Linked DNA regions of Mus musculus: all the other regions are linked to region 3. The links are chromatin contacts, called in public Hi-C maps. All regions are on one chromosome and are shown on one strand. Each heading gives the region's core, a stretch centred on a gene start, on an enhancer-like site or on the middle of the called end of the contact. The rest is flanking DNA. Distances are from core to core; before and after follow the strand shown. Region 1 has its middle 290 kb from the start of Kif16b. Region 2 overlaps Kif16b (kinesin family member 16B). Region 3 overlaps Macrod2 (mono-ADP ribosylhydrolase 2).

What was found. Hi-C and Micro-C count contacts between places; a contact is called where the count stands out from the background.
Region 1: a Hi-C map of cerebellum shows a contact between it and region 3, with 1.7 times the contacts expected there. The contact joins two enhancer-like sites. A contact is called at or near these places in 2 of 484 Hi-C or Micro-C datasets (cerebellar granule neurons and cerebellum).
Region 2: a Hi-C map of cerebellum shows a contact between it and region 3, with 2.9 times the contacts expected there. The contact joins two enhancer-like sites. A contact is called at or near these places in 8 of 484 Hi-C or Micro-C datasets (the N1E-115 cell line, cardiomyocytes, cerebellar granule neurons and 5 more) and 1 of 115 datasets of contacts at active chromatin or transcription factors (astrocytes).

Annotation. Positions count from the first base shown.
Region 1 is chr2:142,609,840-142,612,942 of GRCm38.p6, reverse strand. No RefSeq gene overlaps it. Among named protein-coding and RNA genes, the nearest start is that of Kif16b, 290 kb to the left of the region's middle. Within about 2 kb of position 1,597, at least 64 of the 459 cell types and tissues checked have an H3K27ac peak or open chromatin away from gene starts, as enhancers often do. A contact at or near this core is called in cerebellum, where this site is marked.
Region 2 is chr2:142,811,745-142,814,638 of GRCm38.p6, reverse strand. The region is part of intron 12 of Kif16b (kinesin family member 16B); the gene reads left to right. Among named protein-coding and RNA genes, the nearest start is that of Kif16b, 88 kb to the left of the region's middle. Within about 2 kb of position 1,423, at least 12 of the 459 cell types and tissues checked have an H3K27ac peak or open chromatin away from gene starts, as enhancers often do. A contact at or near this core is called in cerebellum and cortical neurons, where this site is marked.
Region 3 is chr2:142,056,751-142,059,923 of GRCm38.p6, reverse strand. The region is part of intron 8 of Macrod2 (mono-ADP ribosylhydrolase 2); the gene reads right to left. Among named protein-coding and RNA genes, the nearest start is that of Gm25583, 420 kb to the right of the region's middle. Within about 2 kb of position 1,278, at least 39 of the 459 cell types and tissues checked have an H3K27ac peak or open chromatin away from gene starts, as enhancers often do. A contact at or near this core is called in cerebellum and cortical neurons, where this site is marked.

The DNA of each region.
Region 1 (3,103 bases), core at 348-2,847, 550 kb before region 3:
CAGCCAGGAGAAAGGTCCTCTCTTCCATACTGGGTGGAGCCTGAACAGAAGAAAAGACCTCAAAACCCACTCCTGCAGTGAGGGACACACTTCCTCCCATCCTCCAATAAAGCCACACCTCCTAATAGTGCCACTGCCCATTGGCAAAGCACATTCAAGCCACCACAGACATGCTTCAAAGTCTAGTGACAACCACAGGTCATAAGCAGCGCAGCTTTGTACCTGGCTGCTAATGACAAAGAGCCTTAGATATGTTCTAGCTCCAGGCTCCAGTTATGGGCTTAATAGAGTTCAGATGTGACTGAGAAACGGGCTCCAGCAGAGGAGGCTCAGACAGTACTGTGAGAGCTCATGTGGGGGACAGACTACATCGACCACATCGGTAGGCTGTACTCTGCCTGCAGTCACCAGTCACCATCTCTGAAGTACAGTGTTCTGCTGTTTCACTAAAGGTTAAACAGCTCGAAGGGGGTTGTGACTCACTCAAGTGAAAGAGCTAATTGGAACCTGAGTCTTGTGTTAACTCTGGGGCCCCCTGCTACTGTCTAGATTAGAGGAGAATCCTGACTATGTCAGTCCTGGGGAGGCAGGATATAGAACTTACACCAGTTATTTTCATAAAAGGAAAATTTGAGTGATTTATAGCTAGCTGAAAAGAACGGAGGTAGAGACCACAACTGTGTCACAGAGGTGGAAACTGCCATTAGCAGCTGCCTTCCCTAGAGTTGGAGAAATGTGTGGGGAAAGGCTGGGACATTCAGACTTAGAATCGTGGAGGGACTGCCCCACAGTACTAAATGCAAGCACCACAGAGGAGAGGCATGTGAACTCCTGTCCTCCATACCCCCCCCCCAGCTTCCTTCCTGGGGCATTTAGCTTTGCCCACCTTCCAAGAGATCGTCCCAGGTAGGCCTGTGGACAATTTCCAACTCTCATTATCCTCCCCTTCCCACTCCCAGAATATCCAACTGCTTATTACCTAAATTAACCTGAATGGGCTGGGGAAGTGTGTGTGTGTGTGTGTGTGTGTGTGTGTGTGTGTGTGTCCATCTATGCAGCTATGGAGAAAGTCGTCCTTGCTGTTTCTGCTGGGTAAGGCTTTCCAGATTGGGGAAGGAGTGGCCACACCCCTATAAGGAACCCCTTACCTGGGCTCTGTAATGAAAGCCAATAAACTCATTGGTTCCCTAGAATAAAGTTGGTTGTATTGTGCTTTGGTATGACACTGGGTCCTTAGGAAAAGGGTTACATGTTGCTTACATCTCTCTCTGGGAAAGAATTTTAGCAACAAGGGAACGAGTGGGAATGTAGCACCACCGGTGCTCCCTTCTAATTTGGAAGAAGGTATTTACTGTCCAGATGCCTCCTCCTCGCCCCCCTTCCCCCCTTCCCCCCCCCCCCCCAGGTGCTGCTACATCTCCAAGGGTAAAGACAAAATGTAGTCGGCTGATAAATGCAAACCAGCATGCTGGGTCTAGATGCTGTCCCTTGCATGTTCTGCTGTCACCACCAGGGGGAAGAAGTGGGGCACAGGTGATGCTGAGAGGAACAGGAAGTCCCCGGGAAAAGGAAGTAGACATTGAGACTTGCTGGTATGCTGGGAATAGACAAGAAAGAGGAACAGGTTCTCTTCTCTGTACCATGTAGGCCTCCTCCCTCTAGTACCCTGACTTGGCAAAGCGTCACGGGGAGCAGCTGGCAGAACAGAATTAAGGTTTGCATGTGCCAGCCCCACAGGCCCAGAGCAGAACAGAAAGGGGTAGACTTAAAATCTGGAAGGAAGTTTTACTAACGGGCACGCTGAGTTTCCACTTCACCTGAAGCCAGGACCTAACTGTCACCAGTTGTCAGTCAACTGTTCTGAAGTCAGACACTATGAACCAGCATTGTGTGTCCCTAGTTACTATCTAACTGCTGGGCCACTATACTATGGCCTGGGTGGGGTGGGGGGGGTTGTCTTAATCTATATGACTTCAGGCCCCCAGGCACATAGCTCTACACACACACACACACACACACACACACACACACACACTTTTTTTTTTTCAATTTAAAGGGGAAGGGAGGAAGGAAAAGAAAAAGGAACCAAAATATCAAGACACCCATTCCTGAAGCAAAATGATAGTTGGATTTTTTTTTTTTCTATTCTTCCATCAAGAAAGTTGCTTGATGACTCAGAAAATGGATCAGGGAGGATACGCTCCAATTCCTCAGTCATGTGGGGCAGACCAACAGTTTAGATACGCCCCAGGGACATGAGATGAGGAGATTTCTAGAACATCTGTCAGGGGAGTAAGCTTTATGGGCAGAAGTTTGGAGGCCAGTGTTGCTATGTTATTGATTAATTCAGTCATTGTTGTGTTCTTTTTGAGGCTACTGAGTACCCCTATTACTCTGTACCGAGTCACTGCTAATTCCCATGGACTATCCATTTAAGGTGGGCAGCTTCCTCTCTTCTGCTCAAGTGACTTGAAGTGCTATTCACTTGAGAAATTACTTTTCTGCTTATCTTCATGAGAGGCATGCTCAGCCATGACATCCCTGGCGCTGACCTTAAGAGTCCTAGAATGACGGTTTTGAGCCTCAGAACCCAAAAAGAGCTATTTCTCAAAAACCATTAAGGGCTCAGAAGCATACACGAGAGGACGGGAGGTGCAGCCTTTTTGCTGTGATAGTTTGTTGACCTTGTTGACTTTGTGAGACAGGGTTTCTCTTTGCCATGTAGCTTTGGATGGCCTGGTATTCATTCTGTAGATCAGGCTGATCCCAAACTTGCAGTGATTCTGTGGCCCTTGCCCTCCAGGTGAATGGATTATAGCAAATGGATCACTGCCTCGTACCCTCTTCCTGCTCTCTCCCACAATCCTGTACCTTAAGTCTTTTTTATCTCATAGCTTTTAGAGACAGAGGGGATGCACAAGGGTTTCTTTTAAGTAAGTAGGAAGGAGGTGGGATGCTGCAATTCTCTTGTTGCAACTCACTAGGAAAGTGGCAGGAAGGGAAAGAGGCTCATTGTGTTGTTCTAAGCACCAGGAGTGAGAACCAGAGAGATGACCCAGGTCTGCTGGGGTCAGCAGGGGCCAATGTGCAGGGGCTGGATGGG
Region 2 (2,894 bases), core at 174-2,673, 750 kb before region 3:
CCAGTTTTAATTATCATGTTTCTTAAATGATTCCCTCAGACCTTATCAAGTGAGCTGTCCTAATATTTAATCTCCCCAGTCACTGATCACTGAAGGGTCCTGTGCCTTTCTCATGTTTGCTTTACCCTGTAAACTATTCTATTGTCCCAGAGAACGCCACTCATCCAGCCACCAGCTCATTTCACATGGTCACATGGCCTTTAAGGACTGCCTGGGCATACTGGGCAGTGTTCCAGATGTGGGTCTTTGGGTCTTCCCTTTGCTTCATTCCATTCTCTCGCCCTGTTGAGTTAGACTGCTCAATTTTTTGGCCTATCCCTTTCCCTACTTTTGTTTTGTAAGCCATTGCCTCCAAGCCATGGCTGTTACTTTTAGCCAGGCAGAGGTTATTTTTGTTAAATGGGAGAGTAATGACCATGACTGTAGTAGGAAACTCCAGGTCTGTTTTAATTACTTAGAATTCTTCCTCATTTTAGACATGCATCTCCTACAATCCAGGCAAAGGTCTCGCCTACTCTGTCAACCACAGCTCACTTATCCAGAATGTTCTTTAATATCCTTATCCATCAATTGCATCCTCTTGATGAAATGATTTACACTACTTTATCATCATTATTTATTATTGTTACTTAGATAGTGCATCCTTATTCATACGGCGCAGGATCAGAGGTACACTCAATGTGCTTCAGCACCAGGTCAGGAGCCTTATACACTTTCAAAGAAAGCTTTTCACGCTCTAACCTGATTTCAGTTCAGACCTGCTTGTTAGGGAGTGTTGGTCTTCCTCCTGTCTTCTTCAGGCTGTGATAATGCTGTCTGTGGTTTGAATAACTCCAAAGTTGAGGTGCTGAAGGTAGTCACAGAGATCTTGTTTATAAAAACAAAGAGAACATGGCCAACTCACATGTTTCAGAGCATAATTTTAACATGTAGACTAGACAAGATATACTGAAACTAGTAGCTATTATATAATGAGTTTCACTTGCATTTAAATTATTCTTCAGAGTTTTTGAAAGTTGATTTAGAACAAATGACTTGTATTTTTTATTATATTAAGCCAGAGTAATTTTTTTTTGTTAGATTTAACAAGAATTCTCTGAATGTCTTCAGAATCACAAAGTAACAGTCTGCTGTTAGTAAGTAAAATACATTTTTTTAAAGTAAACAATATCAGAGCAAAAGCAGCAACAACCAAATGTGTCTTTTCTCGGGAAGCTAATCTTATCATATTTTGCATATTGTATAGGGAGGCTTGTCGAGTTAACAAGTGGCAGTCCCAACTATGGGCAAAGCCATTGTGTTTTAAGAGCAACCCACATTCTTGTTTTACAGTATTCATTATCTTGAGAATAGTTGGAGTAGATGTGCTGTTGGGAGTGGTTTGGTTTTTACCACTAGATGGCACTGCAGTTAGGGAAAACAAATCCCATAGCTCTTAACTAGGATCTTTGGCAGTGAAGCTGTCTGCAAGGACAGGATGTACTGCTAAAGGGGATTGAAGAGGCCACCAGTGATTTCTAGATAGAGTCTGTGGAGACAGATTGTGGAGATTCTAGCATTAGGGGTTATTTAGCTGGTGCCTTCTTGAAGCCACATTGACACCTGATACAGAGATGGGAACGCATCTTCATATTCTGGAGTTTCCATTCACATCCTTCTGAAATACTTTGTCTGAAGTTGCTTTACATTTAAGTGGTGGCTCTTAATGTGTGTCATAGGTGGTCATTCTGATTGGCTCTTTTTAGAAAGCTGGCCTGCTTCCTTCCCTCCTTTTCATCCTTCCCTCCTTTGCTCCCTCCCTCCCTCATGCCCTTCCCTTTTTATTTATGTGCTTCTCTTCATAAGAATCATTTTTGCAATGACTGTTTACACCATTCTTTCTTCATCTTTGGCTCTAAGGAGTTCTTAAGAGAATTAAAACTTCCCTTGCCTTGTGTCCTTGTTCTGTAACCTTCCTTGTTTGTTTAAGGCTGTCCGAATTAGTGAATGTGCTCAAAGAGAGAGAGAGAGCTCTCTTTTTGGCTTCATATATTGAGAGCCAAGAGTCTTCTAGAAGAATGCTCAGGTTAAGATTTTTTCCCTAACTCTCTCGTCATTTACATGGCAGCAGGCAGAAGGCACTGCCAGCAGGCACAGGTACACTGCAAGGTGGCAGAAAATAATGCTGAAGGTCACCTCGCTCAGCTAGATGGTGGCTGTGTGACATGGGTGACTTACGTAGACTCTATGTCGTTCAGTTTCAAGATCTGTGAAATGGGGCCCATAGCATCTCATTAGGTTGCTGTGAGAATGGAGGGATAGTGGTAAAGCCGCTTTGTCGGTTGGAGCCCTGAGCAGGGTAGAAAAGGGTTTCTCAGGGCTTGAGCTCAAAGCATCTGTTCTCCTAGGAGCTGAGGCTGCTGGGGAAACTGAGGGAGTGTAGTTTAGCAGTTGGGGTACAGAAGAGCCCAGCTATAGAAAGGGTGTGAACAGCAGACCTTAATTTCCTAGTTAATACTTCCTTTTCTTCATTACTGCTTGAAAGAAAATAGTGAGCTAATTTAAATTCTGCTCATATATTCTGAAGACGCTTTTCTCGTTTAGTTTCATTATCTGAACCATCAGTATTTCTTTTGAAGTGTCTAAGTAGTGCATTGAAATTTCTTACTCATTTCTCTCATTTCACATTGAATTAATGACAGAGTATTCGAAGTAGATGAAGTCTTAGGGCTGATCTTATCCAACCTTGTCATGAGACACTGGGAGTGTAGAGCCTGCACACAGGGTTTCTGCTGCAACTTCTCAGGATTACATAGGGAATGGGTGTTCAAGCTGAGGTCAGAATATTATTCTCTGATTTCCAGTTCAGCATCCTACATAGAAATGACCAGTCTGGTGTGTTCCCGAGTCCCTCT
Region 3 (3,173 bases), core at 29-2,528:
ATAAACAGCCCCAATTAAATGTTGTCTTTATAAGCGTTGCCTTGGTCATGGTGTCTATTCATAGCAGGAAACCCTAACAAGGACAGAAGAGAACATGAGGTACTTCTCTTCTAAGTGCTATTTCTTTGGAAACAATTGGAAACTAAATTGTTTGGGAAGACCGACTGTGGAGTGATTGCATATGACTGGGACAGGCTCTCTGTGGTGGCACTCCAGCTTTAGTTGGATCATCTTTGAAACAGGCACCCAATACTCTCTTGCTCTAAACTTGTCTCCATATTTCTTTCATTTTTTGTTTAGTGTCATGGTTGAGGCTCTCATGGCTTGTAAGAAAAGAAAGTGTGGATCTATTTTTATGATGCATATTCCTGGGTTGGCTAAAATAGGCCTCCTTGCCTTTCTCCCCTCAACTGATCAGCTAATTGGAGCTATTTGTGTTTATTTCTTATGCAAATAAAATAATTACCTTAATTATCTACCGAGATAAACTCTTCCCTTTTTTGCATTGATGATGTTTCTGAGTAACAATTTGACTTATTTCGGAAAGAGCATGTCATAAAAGTTCAATTTTTACCTAATAATTACAAGTAATAAATTTAGTTGTTATAGATGTTTGATTATTTCAGTATAATTTCTTTTTAGGATCCATTTAGATTCATCTTTCTATATTTAGCAGTTATTTCCCTTTCATTTTTTTCCAGTAATGTTCTTGCTATCCTTGTTTGTGTGTGCATGCATTTGTGGTACGTATATGTACGCACAGGTGTATGCACCTGTGTATGCCTGTATGGGGGGGGGGGTGGCAAAGTTAACACAGATGCCTTCCTTATTTACAAGTATGCTCTCTAACTGAATCTCGAGTTTCTCCATTTTGGCTAAGAGCTAGCCTGGTCATACTCAGATCCCCTTTTTATTCCTTCCTGAGGGCTGAGATTATAGGCTCCTTTCATGCCTATTTGTGTTTTCATCCCTTCCAGCCCAGAAGCCTTCCTACCCCCCTCTCCCTGCACTCTCCTGTGAGGATGATTGGTCCCACTGCAGGGTGAGAAGATGCTTGTTGTCACTTGAGCAAGGCCTGGTTTTACCACTACAGTGGTTTACACAAAGTGGGCTGCTTTTGCCAATCCGGAAAAAGCTTTAGCAGCAAGCACTGGGCTGGAAAGATGGGTGCTTACTGAGCTATGCCTGTCTCAGCTGTTCAGGAAGCTGCTCTACTAAACATAGCAGAATCCCCACCCCCCCTCCAAAGCCAGTCCCAGCTGGCAAAGCCCACCTGGCTCTCCTTTGGCAACCTCTTTGCCTGAATGATTGAGTGGCAGCCGAGAAAGCCCTCCAAGAATGGGGGGCCTGTGGCCAAGTCCTTCATTTCTCTAGCTTCATTGAACAGCTCTGGATCATTTTGCAAAGCCGTGACACTCCTCAAGATAACTCAATCCAAAGGACCAGCCAGATAACGACCCCACAGTCCTTTTTGATTCCACGAGTGTCTGAGTGTAAGTTCCAGGAAGCCGGGTTTGATCAGCTTACGGGGATCTTTGTGGATCACAGGGCTTTCTCGGAGGGACAGGGATCTGTTCCCTGCTTGTTCGGTGAGCACAACACTTGCATTATTATTTGCACATTTCTGAAGCTTTACCGAGGCAAAAAAACCCCTTCAGTCTCCCTCTTGGGGGAGGCAGCTTTCCTTTACAGCAAGAGATGTGGCACTTTCCTAATATAAACGTGCATACAAGGTTTGTAATATAAAACTCCTGCAGGCTTTCCTTGATGTCTCCCTTCTGGCTTAAACTGCTGGGTGTGACTAGTTTAGAAGCTGTCAAAATGACATAAAACAGTTATTAAAACCACTGGCTGCCTCACTGCCAGAGGGCAATATTGTTCCATAAATAGTCTGCACTGCAATAGTGCTCGGAGCAAGGCGAAGCCATCAACCTTAAGGCGGGAGGCATTTGTAGCACAAGGTAAAAATGCAAGCACATGTGGAGTCCCACACATGAATAAACGGACCCATTTTTTTCTTCAGCTGCAATTTGGGCAAATAGGTACAAGTGAAACACCGGTACTCAGTATCTATTTGAGCACCTAAGTGAACATGTAATTGCACAATGAGCCTTTCACAGAAACTCAATTAAACATGTAAATTATTGTCTAATGTCCCCAGCAGCCAAAGAATATTTTCCAAGTCTGTAGTCATTATCCTCTATCATGCATTTGTGCATCAAAGTACACATTTCTATAATTAAATGACAATTATTTTTACTTCTCTCCCATTAGTAATATTTAAAGTCACAAGTATTCTTCTCTTTGGTGCTTGAATATATTAAGTTTTTAGAGGAAGTACCCATTAAGGAATTAGTGGGTGTCCATAGGGGCAAACTTTTAGTATCCATATCTTTGGAATGGTAAACCAAATAAAATGATCCTTTAAAGAACAGAATTATATGAATGAGTTATTCTGAAATATTTTTGAGGAAGTCCCTATAGCATATTCTTGGAGATGAATGCTGATAACTTTAATGAAATATTAACAACCTTGAAGGTTAACACTAAATAATTATTTGCTTCCTTAAAAAGATAACTATCTATCTCGGGAAACTGGAGGCGGTTGTTTCTTTTGTATAGTTTATGACATTGGTTGTGAAAAGGTAATGACAATATTTGGAATCCCTCTGTGGGTCAGGATGACCAATGAACAAGAATTGGGGACTTGGCTGGCTTTGCATCAGTGCTTCCTGGACGTTCATGTGAGGGGTGCTGATCCTTAATCTCGCAGTGTTAGGAGGTAGGACTAAGGTAATTCGGCTAAGATGTGCCTTGATATTGGGGTTACAGTGATGAGATTTTCATCTCCACCAAAAGAGCCACAGAGATGTCAGCTCCCTTCCTCTCTTTTTCTCCATTTGAGGACACAATGAGATTGAAATGATGAATTAGGAACCTGCCAGGAAAAGAATTTGCTGCCATTTTGACCATGGACTTCCAGCATCCAAAATACATGGACAAAAATTTGTCTGTTGGGGCTGGTGAGATGGCTCAGTGGGTAAGAGCACCCGACTGCTCTTCCAAAGGTCCGAAGTTCAAATCCCAGCAACCACATGGTGGCTCACAACCACCCGTAATGAGATCTGATGCCCTCTTCTGGTGCGTCTGAAGACAGCTACAGTGTACTTACA